Linked DNA regions of Zea mays: regions 1 and 2 are each linked to region 3. A link is a contact called in public Hi-C data. All regions are on one chromosome and are shown on one strand. The core of a region is the stretch at or near the end of the contact, and the rest is flanking DNA. Distances in the headings are between cores, read along the strand shown.

Region 1 (3,952 bases), core at 830-3,329, 400 kb after region 3:
TTTATCTCTTTTTATGTGTTTCCCCGTTTCATCATTTTTCGGTTCTCCTTTGCCTTTGTCTCCCTTTTCTTTTCTTTGGGGGTTGAGCTCTGAGGTTTTTATATGGGGTTTTATCTCTAGCCTACCCCAACGTGCTTGGGACAAAAAGGCTTTGTTGTTGTTGTTGTTGTTGTTTGACCAAATGTATAGAGAAAAATGCTAATATTAATGACACCAATAGTTATATTATGAAAATGTGTCTTTGATAATATTAACATTAGTATTCTTTTGTATAAACTTGGCCAAACAAAAATTTTGTTTGACTTAAAACACAACTAAGTTCACGGGTCTGGTGTAATAGTGAGAGTTGTCTCACTAACTCACTAGATCACGAGTTCGAAGCAGCCTGTCCATATTTGTGGGCAAGGCTTGCCTCAGTTTATCCCTTCAACGGACCCCACACCGGCAGTCCGGCACTGAGTCTGGCCTTTAGGACACAACTAAAACATGGGGGGCAGAAGTAGTAGGCTGCAAGAGCAAGGTTTGCATCTGCTCCACAGAAAAGGGTAGACAGATCTGCTCCACAGAAAAGGGTAGATACCTTCACAAGTCGTTTACTGGCTTCATCGACTTCTCCACAAAGAAATGTTTTTGAGGTATCCCCATGATAACCCTAAAATGGTGATGACACTTTAGGTGACATAGCCAAATTCAAGTCCACGAGGCATTGAGGCAAACAAATAAATAGCATGAAGTGACATTAACTATATATGACCAATAAGATAAACACGTACATTCAAGTAGACAGTGACATCAATGTTAATTATGTCTCCATCCTGTAAAACACAAACAAGAAAAGTTTAGTCGCGGTGGCTGTGGAAGTGTGCAGTAAAGGCCCTGAACTAGCACAAAACATGTCAATGTAAGGGTTTCTGAACCTGTAGCTCGCGTGAATCAGGAATTCCATGGCACATGCACTCATTCACTGAGGTGCATACACTTTTTGGAAACCCACCATATCCAAGTGGTGATGGATAGGCTCCAGCATCGATGATCATCTTGTGCACTGCTTTATCAATTTCGTCTGTTGTTACAGAGGGCTGATAGAAAGATGCAATAGATTTCTCACTCAAGATATAATTATGACGAAGTCCACATGGATGAAAAAGGAGAAGGCTCTTATGAACAAAACAAACACACCAATTTTAGAAAGAAAAAGAAAAGAACCGAGCGCTATAAAGTGTGCTGCAAAAACATAATGTTAACGATAACTGGTACTTTTATTAGCTACAAGATAGATAAAACATAGTGGAGATGCTGAAGGGCATGCTTACTTTCACTAACGTTCCTGCATAGTCAAGAACACGAGCCGCGAGCTCGCAAGCAGCTCTCATGTGGACAATGCCCTCTTTGTCATGCATTTGTATCTCTTTTGCTATCTCTGGTACATATTCTGTGCCGACATAAGGAGGCCGAGGTATGTTTCCTGGTACTGGAAGAGGTGGGCTAACAGTTCCACGAACCAGGGGTGCTCTTTTCTTTGTCTGTCCAGACTCTTGTGTTCCTGGCCTTTGAGTTTGAGTTTCAGCAAGCGTCAGAACGGCACACAGGCAAGGATGCAGTTGCAGGGCAAAGTGGCACTAGCAATGATTGTCCTACTGTACGTTATTAGACAACTAATTTCGAATTATAGAAGGGAAAGCAACTGGTGGATTTTATACCTCGTACTTGCTTTCTCCATCCCCACTAGTCTCTTTGCTTGGACAAAGAAGGGCTTCTTCTGTAGGCATGTATTTCCTCCTTGAAAAAAATTGAAGAGTACAACATATAGCGATCAAATCAGTAACAGGTGAAAGAATAATACATGCCCGTAGAATCATTCTACATCCACGAACTTCAAGCTTCACATCAACAATCACACGGACAGGGCCGAGTAAATACCTCGGCCACCCGAGAGCAACGGTGAGGAGCGGTGGAGCTCCATGGATGGGACTCCAATAGCCATTTAAACGGGCGTCCGCTCCTCAAATCTGCTGTGGGGTGGCAGCAGGGTCGTCGCCAGTTTGGATTGGTAGTCCCGCGCGGCGAGGGCGAAGAACCGGACGAACAAGCAAGAGGATAATACGTGAGGAAAATAGGAAATGGATTTTCACCTCTTCTTTTTGTTCCTAGAAGTCAGTGGGCCGGGCCGGTTCCAACCGCTGTAGGTAAGGACTAAGGGTGTGTTTGGTTTGACTTTTGGCTTTGGCTTTTGCCCCCCTAAAAGCCAAAAGCCAACCAAAGGACTGGATCCAGGAAGCAGCTTTTTCTAAAAGCCGACTTTCTCGTAGTGCAAATCTGAAAGCACCCCTAGACCTGCTTTTACTGGCTTTTCGGATGGAACTGTGAAAACATATATCGAAGAATTTTTAACGACTTTTAGTGGTTTCCACCAAACGGTTTTTAGCTTTTTAACAGCTTACAGCCTACAGCAGCTTTTTCTACAGCTCACAGCCCACAGCAACTTTTTTCACAGCCACAGCTCAACCAAACAGACCCTAAAGCAACTCCCTCGGGGATAGAGATGTCAATGGGTAATTCCCCATCGGGTTATAGCATCCCAGACCCATCCCCATCATGTTTGATCTATCCCCATACCCATACCCATACCCATCATGGGTACAAAACTCATCCCATACCCATCCCCATTCGGGTTTCGGGTCCCCAATGGGTCCCCATCCCCAATTAAAGGATAACTAGGTACTAACATCTAGCACAAACTATCCAGATTTCATACATCACCACATCGGCAAGCACTCATCCATGAACCATGATCCATTCTTCCATCCATCAGAAAAGAAATAAGTACTTTGGGACCAATATAAGAAATGGAGTCTGTCGGGTTTGATGGCCGACTCGGCCTCAACTCGTTCATACAAACAGGACAGGTGTACACGTATGAAATACCCATGGGTAATCGGGTTCGGATTATTGCTTCCCAAACCCATACCCGTTTACCCAATGGGTGGAGATTTTGTCCCATATCTATACCCATGGGGACAATTTTTGTCTCATACCCGTACCCTAATAGGGGAATTCCCCATGGGTTCGCGGGTATCGGGTCCCCATTGACATCTCTACTCGGGGAGCCATCAAATCACAATCTAGCTTTGGAAAACTCCATCTTAGGATTAATTTAGGAACTCTATTTTGCCAATATATTTCTATTTTTCTATAAAAAATAAACTAATTTTTCTGGAGAAATGAAAATCCCTAGGGAAATAGCGTTCCCAAACTAGTCCTTAAAATTAATTTTTTCTGTGATATTTATTGAAAGGTGTTGTTCTCATTTAAGACAACCTAGCAAAGTGCATGTACAAACGTAGTTTGAATTGCAATTTTTAATCAAAATAAGACTATCCATTATCTTTTTCTTTGATTGTTACTTTGCTAGAAATATTTAGAAAATTATTTACTTTGTTTGACATACCAACAATATCAATCATTTAACCAGAAATTAGGTCGCTAACAAGGAAACCGCATATAAGAAATAACTCCTAGTTGGAGTGGCGGTGATATTTTGATCTATTTGGATTTGTAGCAATGATGTGCCTTTGCTTTTAAATCTATACCATCAATCGTATAAGTCCTTTTTCAGAAGAACATATTGGTTCAAATTATAGAGGTTGTTGCAAAAAGAAGATCACCAAGAGGTCCTAGTGGTATGTCGATCCATAGAGGTGGTGGCCATAGAGATTTTTGCAAGAAACGAATGGGGGCCAATGCTAGATTACAGGGCACTTGATTTGTTGATGTGTTCTTTTTAGACACGTTATTTTGCTTTATGATGGTGTTTTGTTATTTTTTCGACCTGTAAGGTCGTATGCAGGACACCGCAAAAGGCTGAACATTTTGTCTTCATTATCTAAAAAATCAAATCACACATCTACTTTTCATTTTAGGGCTTTTCTCATACAGAAACTCTCATACTAGA
Region 2 (3,896 bases), core at 572-3,071, 510 kb after region 3:
TGTATTATCTGGAAAAACTTGTCAGAAAAAATTGAACCAAACAGTCCCTACATTGAGTCGTTGTTCATATCTTTAGAAACCAAGCTTTGCTCATCATCGATGACTTGTTTTTTGATTTTGTCTAGGCTTTTGTTATTTGAGTGAGTTATTCATTCTTTTTTGTTGTTCTTTGGGCTTGTGCGGTGGTGATGCACTTACCAAGGAAAAATGTGAAAAGGTTTATATGTGTCCTTGTGGTATATGATTGCGACGAGTAATTGTCAACAAGTGTACCATCTTGTGCCAAGTCGTACGGATTAACTAAGGCCTAAGTATATTTGTGCAACATGTATCTTGGTTTGTGGTGCACGGATGTAGAGTCAAGATAAAAATCATGCCGATGTAGCGAGAGACTATCGTTGTGTCTTACTTGTTGGATTGATCTTCACCAAGATGGCTCAACGAACATTTTGGGCCTTTGATTGCGCCTTGGTAGGGGACGCCCAACTCTATATGGTTGGTGGGTCTCTGTCACACACTCTCATACTACACTGTAAATAAAAAGGGTGGGGTCCGGCGGCTCAGATGACGTAGTTCGCTAGAGCCGTACTCCTCACCGACAAACCCTAACATCGATCTGAGAGAGGGTGCGCAACCAGTGACGCGAAGACACCGTCACAACCTCGCTGCACCGACCTTCATCACGAACCTGATGGCGGACGGATCTGCATCCTCCAACACGCCTGCGCTTCCCACGGACCGTAACAATCTAATGTTGTTTTTTCCAAGAAATTAGGAACGCGAAATTACTCGATAAAAAACAGATTACCCCACTAGTCTACTCCTAGAGATCTTGTGATTCTAACATTACTATGTATCCATTTCCTTTGCCTTTGCACTTGGAGACTATGAGATGTTGGCAGCGTTCTCAATTTCTACGTACCCTTTCCTAATCCCTACGGGTGGCTGAATAGCGGTTTGACAGGTTATTGGATAGAGTGTACAATCTGTGACAGGTTCTTGGATAGAGTATACAATCGGTGCCTGAAAAATAAAGCCTGATCTGGAACCCATAGACTTGTATCTTCCACGGTTTGACTTCGACATTATATTAGTAATCGACCCTTTTTTTTCTTCTTTCAATTATCGCGACCAATGTTTCGCTTTGTTTTTCAGAAACAAGTGACCTGGTCTAGTGAACACAAGAACCTGTATATACAGCTTCTTATATTCCTTGTCATTATGGAGGCCAGGAGGGGTCCGAGTCGGAGATCTATTATCACTTGACCATATAAACCTACCTTAATTACAACGACTGAGTGAACATAACAGGTTCAGAACTCATGTGTTTGGTTGCCTATATTTGCTGGTGCTTACATCGCGAGATGCAATGAGCTATTGTTTGATTGTTGTCAACCAGACTCTACGCGTGTAAGGTGTGTGTTTGGTTACCTGCGTGCAGATATGGAGTCAGACTCGTATGATACTTAAAGTTAAAGCACCATGAGCCAGGCTCTACAGACGCGGGCAAATTGGCCGCATTTTTGGAGCCAGGCTCGCGCCGACCTGACTCATACAGCCGGGCTATCGGAAGAAGCCAACCAAACATGCGGAACATGAATGGAAACAGGATTGTAAATCCAACCTCAGAGGCATTTTTTACCGTCACCTTGTTGTTGTTTGAACTTTGAAGTGTTAGCGTCTCGTTGTTGTTAAACTTTAAAAGCCATCCTAAACCGTCACAGCAGGCATCCCTTTCGCAGAATCTGAAAATCGCGAGAGCGCCGAACCCGAACAAACATGATCCGTTTCCTTATCCCCTTGGAGCAGAGGAGGAGCAGCATAGCATAACCCGGGAGCTCGCTCTCGCTCCCCCCTCCCCCTCCCTCCCCTTTTGACCCTCCCTCACCAGCTGCAAAACCGCGGGCCGCATCCCGCCCGCGCCGCCCACCGGCGGCCACAGCCGCCTACATAAACCACTAATCGACCACTCGCCGAACCAAACCACCCACCCACCCAAACCCAATGGCGTCCAACCTCCTCTCCGCCCCGTCCCGAACCCTAGCTCCGTCGCCGGCGCCGGCCCCCGCGGGCCTCCGCGGGCGTGTGCCGGTGCAGGCGCACCTCCCGCGCGGCGGCCTCGGCCTCGCCCCCCGCCGCAGCAGCCGCGCGCTCCGCGTGCGCGCGTCGGTGGCGATCGAGAAGGAGACGCCGGAGAGCGAGCCGCCCCCGACGTTCCTCCGCGAGGACGGGCACGGGTCCGGGTCCGTGCGGGCGCGGTTCGAGGCCATGATCCGGCGGGTGCAGGGGGAGGTCTGCGCCGCGCTCGAGGAGGCCGACGGCGGCGGCGCGCGCTTCGTCGAGGACGTCTGGTCGCGCCCTGGCGGGGGCGGTGGCATCAGCCGCGTCCTGCAGGACGGCCGCGTCTTCGAGAAGGCCGGGGTCAACGTCTCCGTCGTCTACGGGGTCATGCCGCCCGACGCCTACCGCGCCGCCAAGGGGGAGGCCGCCAAGAACGGGGCCGCCGCCGCGGATGGCCACAAGCCTGGCCCCGTGCCATTCTTCGCCGCGGGGATTAGTTCGGTAAATGTCTTTCCTGCTGCATTGACTAGACGATTGACGAACCTGTACCTGTAGACCTGTTGGCACCTTAGCATTTTTTTTTGTCTGTTTTGGCTTCCTGAGCGCAGTCATAGTGTACATATTCCCATTTTTTGTTTCTAGATATTGCTCATTGCATACTATAATCAGATAATGACCCTATTGTAGCTATATGGTTCATCTTTTCACTGCTATGACTTGAAATGCATAGTTTTCTTTAGATACCCTGCTATTGTAGCTCGTTTGTTCTACTATACTTGATGTGTACCTAGGGGTGACAATGTGCTCTAAATTTTGCATTATAAGATTTAAGGATCGGATCGTATTAGGATCGGACCCTATTTCTATTCATTTTTGAACTAAAATTTATTTAGGGCCCTACCATTTTGTGAATAAGCATTTGGATCGCGATCCATTACCACCCCTATGTGTACCATGCCTTTTGGTTTGTTATAATGATAATGCTGCTCTTCTACTATTCATGTTTATGAAATTTTTAGTCAATTTAGGCAATACATTAGTCTTCTAGTGTTAACCTATGATACATGGACTAAAGATAGTTTTACTTTTTTTTCTCCAGGTGCTTCACCCCAAGAACCCATTTGCTCCAACATTGCATTTTAACTACCGTTACTTTGAGACGGATGCACCAAAAGGTATCCTTCTATCGTAGTAAATCCTGAAGTATTATGATGCAATTAATATCCTGCACACTGACTGGATTTTGTGCTTCAATGTGTCTGCCACCGTCATGTACAAAGACCCATGTATGAACTAGATGTTTTATACTTTGCATTTAGTGAGTATTGGCTTAAAATAGACAAACTCCTCTAGATATTGGTAAGAGAACTGGGCTCATATTATTTACATTAACAAGGTACCCAAGTTATGAACATGATCATGTGCACTACAATCATTTTGCATATTGTAAATATCTTGTTGGGAGATGGTATTTTCAATACTTATCTGTTATGACATCCAACTGCAGATGCACCTGGTGCACCAAGACAATGGTGGTTCGGCGGTGGTACTGACTTGACTCCTTCATACATCATTGAAGAGGACGTGAAGCATTTCCATTCTGTATGTAGCACTCCCTACATGTTGCAAAACCGTGCACCCAAGACTCTTTGGTGTTCTACTTCGATGTTTTGGACAATGCTTAAATGTTTCCTAGACAGTATTACGCTAGGCTAGCCTATGGAGTTGGTACTGTTGTTTTGCTCCATTTCTACACTCTAGATGTGAACTAGTCAAGGGTCTTCGGTGTTAGGTGTTGTGTTAAATGCAGTTAAAGGGTCAATTAGGTTCTTGGT
Region 3 (3,835 bases), core at 640-3,139:
TGGATGCCACGGACCTGGACGCGTACATCTAAGAAACCAAACACACAGAAGCTCCACCCCGTGCAAACTCCTTTCACTGCGGTTGCTGTCATATGCTGTGCTGCCGCAGAGTTGCGCTTGCTATATTAGCTGCAGTGCAGTTTTTGTAGTTTGATTATACAGTATCACACAGTCGCAAGCCCCTTGTGGAATTTCTGCCATTGCATGAGCAGAATTTCATGATGTTTTCAGATGGCAAGCTGAGCAGGCGTCAGTATTCTGCCCAACGCTAACCTGTATCTAGTTGACGTTGCAGCTTCACCTTGTCAAAGCTTTTTGTGTCTGAAATTGGGTGCGGTGCGGTCGCAGCTGAAACGGCACCGGTGGCCTAGTGGCATTCTGCACAGACCACAGAGCAGCGATCGCGGCCGGTATCCCACTCTCCGCACCGCGGTCTGTCATCGGGCCTGTTTGGTTCAGTTTTTTTTCTGAACCGTTATTTTGAAAATCTGTCTGTGGGAAGAATCTGAGTATCATTACGATTACGTGTGGAGAAAGATAAAGTTATTCATAGGGCTCAGGATCTAGAAAGTGACGGATTCCTACTATTACAGCGACTCAACCGATTATGTGTTTATGTTGATTTTGGATGGTTTTTGCCCCAACGAATTTTATAGAAGCTGGCTGAAATGCTGAGCGTTTGGCAGTCCGCAGCAGCTTTTGGTGGCCAGAAGCTGCCAGAAGCCCGGAACCGTACACGCGCCGCGGCCGCACGATCGTGTATCGGGCCTACGCCGCGCGACGACGCGAGTGCTCCCGGCTCCCGCACTGGCTCAATGTGTCACTCCGCCGCCTCGTCTCCGTCGTGGCCCGCCTCAGATGTAGAGAAAATAATGAGGAGGTTAGATGAGAAATTACTAAATTTAATAACTTTATTTAGAGAAATGTTGGAGAGAAATTTTTATATTAGAGAAAAAGAGTTATCTAAATTATTGATTTAGAAAGTCTTTTAGAGCACGTAACTAGTGAAGTTGCTCTCACCACTGGCCACAACGCGGGCAGAGGTCTCTCCTCTCTCCATATCTATAGTCAAGGTCCCAAGGACGACGACGAGTCACAGCTAAGCAAAGGTTTCCACCTTGGCTGCCTTAATCTCTAATCAACCAAGTGCAGGCAGCACCCCAGCGCTCGATTTGTTCTCTACGTCGCGAGGAAACCGCGTATACGCGCGCGTTCCCTGCGCTCTGGCTCAGCGAGCACATGCGATGCGAAGCCTGCTCGCTTTTGAGCTCCCAACCCAAACTTTCTTCCCAAGAATGAGGGTCCGCGTCAGCACGTACGTACGTACGTCGCCTTGTCGAGAACCCGAGATGGTTTGGAGAAAGGTGAAAGTGACAAAAGGACCGAGCAAGGCCACGAATGAGTGACCGTTGCCGAGCAGTCGCGCACATCTTTTGCCTGAGGGCTTTTTCACATGGGACTCGTGCATGAGATGAGATGAGATTCGCACAACTTCTCCACGTATGGTTCAATTACTAAGAACGTACGAATGAATTCAACAGAACACGTCCAGTTCAATTACCAAGGATTTAGCCGCGCTAGAAGAAGAAGAAAAAAAATCCAGCGTTTCAATCGTTGGTTTCGACCGGGATTTAACCCACCAGCATACGTACTAGATTGGACCTAATTTGGGTGGCTAATAAAATGACATCCAGGATGCCATCTCTCCAGCCCGTCCGATCCTACGTTTAATAAACATGAAGAATCACGCAAAACTGTCTGCAGCCACCTTTTTTTCTACTCGGCCACGGGCCACCCACGAGTTCAGTACTCGTTCAGAGACCACTCGCAAAACCCCCGTCTCCGGTCTCCCACTCTCCCTCGCCTCGTTCCGCTCCCGTCCCCAACTCCTGCATCGGCTGGGCTCTCGCCACCGCAGCACCGCCCCGCCGCTCGCCGACCACGCCTCCCGCCGCCGCAGAGCTCCAGCTCTCACTCACTGCTCTCGCAGGCGTCCTCTTCCTTCCGCTTCCGCTTCTGCTGGAGACGGTATCCGTCTGGACCTGGAGGACTGGACTGGGCTCTCCTTTCGCTGGTAAGGAGAGGTCTCTTCTGTTTGCCCGCCGTGATCTCTCAACTCCAAACGCTACTCTGTCCGATGGACGCTTGGTTCCGCTCAGTTCGTGCCGGATTGTTCGTTTGGCGGAGTGCTAAGCGGTAGCTTATTTGTCCGAAATTCCGGAGGGGTTCGAGTTCAGTCGTCGAACTCGAACCCCCATGCCCGACGTGAAGTTCGCCTGCCATCAGCTTTCAAGGGACGGGACGGGACGGGAGTTCCTGTGTACTACTCCAGATGCTTCGCCGCCAGGGCATTTGATCATTTGTGTTTGAGCAAATGTCTAGGACTTGTGAAACTTCGGCCATACATAGGTGTCGTCGCTTCATGGTGTGTGTGTCCCTGTGTTCAAGTGCTCTTCTGTCTTCCCTGAAGAACCGGCATTGTTTTACTGCACGGCGTATAACGGGAGCTCGTCGCCGATGTCCTATGCACATGAAATCGGAACCCGTATTTGTTTATTTATTCAGTATCATGAGAACTTCTTTAACCAGTTCGTGCGTGGTTTGGCATGTTAGTGGCATCCTAATCCTATTATTGGTTTACTTTGCGCTCATCACAATGCACCTTATACTGCTCACTCAACTTACACATGGCTGTTCCTTTTCGTCAGGTCATATGGTGCCATCGGAACCACAGACTGTAGTTGAGAACAAGCATTCCACAAGTGTGGGTGCCGAAGAGGTTATAGTAGTACAGTAATGCTGGTTCCTTGTTTTCTTCGTCTTTGCCAAACATGAAGTTTGATATGTTTCTTGTCTGTCAGCTTCTTTTGACAAAAGATGAAAGCACATCTACCACTGTCGTCCAAGGTGCAGGCTCCTTAATGTCACCAAAAGGTGTTCAAGAGGAAGCTAGCTTTATGGGTAAGGGTAAAGGTGGAGAACAACAGTTGGGCTACCAGCCCAATGTGTATGTTTCTCAGCCACACACACCCTTTTCTGGAGGTTAGACTTCTTTTTTGTTTCTCTGTGTTGATGCTTACACCTACCTGTACATTGTTGCACAAGATAGAATGCACTAATGCTGCATAATATGGTCTGACTATAATCTGCCCCCCCCCCCCCCCCCCCCCCCCCAATAAAAGACAAATTCATGCATTTACGTCTATAAGAATTACCTATTATTTAGCCCCCATGATAGTTTTTTCTGCTTGACTTGATCTAAGCTTTTGCTTTCATGACTTCATCTACAGGATACTCGAACCATTTGGATCAATGGGAGGGATACCCATATGCTGTGAGTGCAGAGGGACTTGATGCTGCATACCCTGTAAACCTGTTTCTTAATTTTCTTGAACATGTTTACTGAAGTGATTTTACTGCAAAACTAGTTACTCATGTATCTCCTCAATATGCAAACATTTCACAGGTGACGTATGGAGCTTATTCCCCTTTGTCAGCCATTGGAGATAGCCATACATATTTCTCTTTGCTCTGCCCCTTGTCAAGGCCTTGCTACCAGCCACCTGCTTCTCCAAACATGAGATATTCAAGTCCTGGTACTGGAATATCTCAATTTTATCCTATGCACCAGTATTACAGTCCTGACGAAGTTCATTACTCAGTGACTCCTAGCTTCTATCAGCCTTTTGGTTCTTTTAACGGAGGTAAGAATTCATTTTGTCGATACCTTTGTGGCTGTTTATAGTATATATGAAATTTGATTTCTTTTACTGTATAATTCCCATTCCATTTTGGAAATTTGTTGCAGTTCCAATGCAACCGAGTAGTTTTCCTG

What was found. Hi-C and Micro-C count contacts between places; a contact is called where the count stands out from the background.
Region 1: a contact with region 3 is called in a Hi-C map of ear, with 2.0 times the contacts expected there. The contact joins the promoter of LOC100192977 here to the promoter of LOC100381631 in region 3. A contact is called at or near these places in 3 of 25 Hi-C or Micro-C datasets (ear, endosperm and leaf).
Region 2: a contact with region 3 is called in a Hi-C map of tassel, with 2.3 times the contacts expected there. The contact joins the promoter of LOC100500945 here to the promoter of LOC100381631 in region 3. A contact is called at or near these places in 4 of 25 Hi-C or Micro-C datasets (bundle sheath, ear, leaf and 1 more).

Annotation. Positions count from the first base shown.
Region 1 is chr2:11,171,139-11,175,090 of Zm-B73-REFERENCE-NAM-5.0, reverse strand. LOC100192977 (methionine aminopeptidase) reads right to left here and starts at 2,079. Exons shown (of 10, transcript NM_001138151.1): 1 at 1,921-2,079; 2 at 1,701-1,779; 3 at 1,314-1,548; 4 at 918-1,079; 5 at 774-815; 6 at 581-652. The coding sequence starts at 1,984.
Region 2 is chr2:11,059,363-11,063,258 of Zm-B73-REFERENCE-NAM-5.0, reverse strand. LOC100500945 (necrotic4) reads left to right here and starts at 1,821. Exons shown (of 8, transcript NM_001195848.1): 1 at 1,821-2,562; 2 at 3,161-3,236; 3 at 3,569-3,663. The coding sequence starts at 2,005.
Region 3 is chr2:11,569,741-11,573,575 of Zm-B73-REFERENCE-NAM-5.0, reverse strand. It overlaps LOC100381631, which reads left to right and starts at 1,889. Exons shown (of 9, transcript NM_001174448.1): 1 at 1,889-2,074; 2 at 2,709-2,779; 3 at 2,862-3,042; 4 at 3,291-3,367; 5 at 3,467-3,704; 6 at 3,809-3,835. The coding sequence starts at 2,714.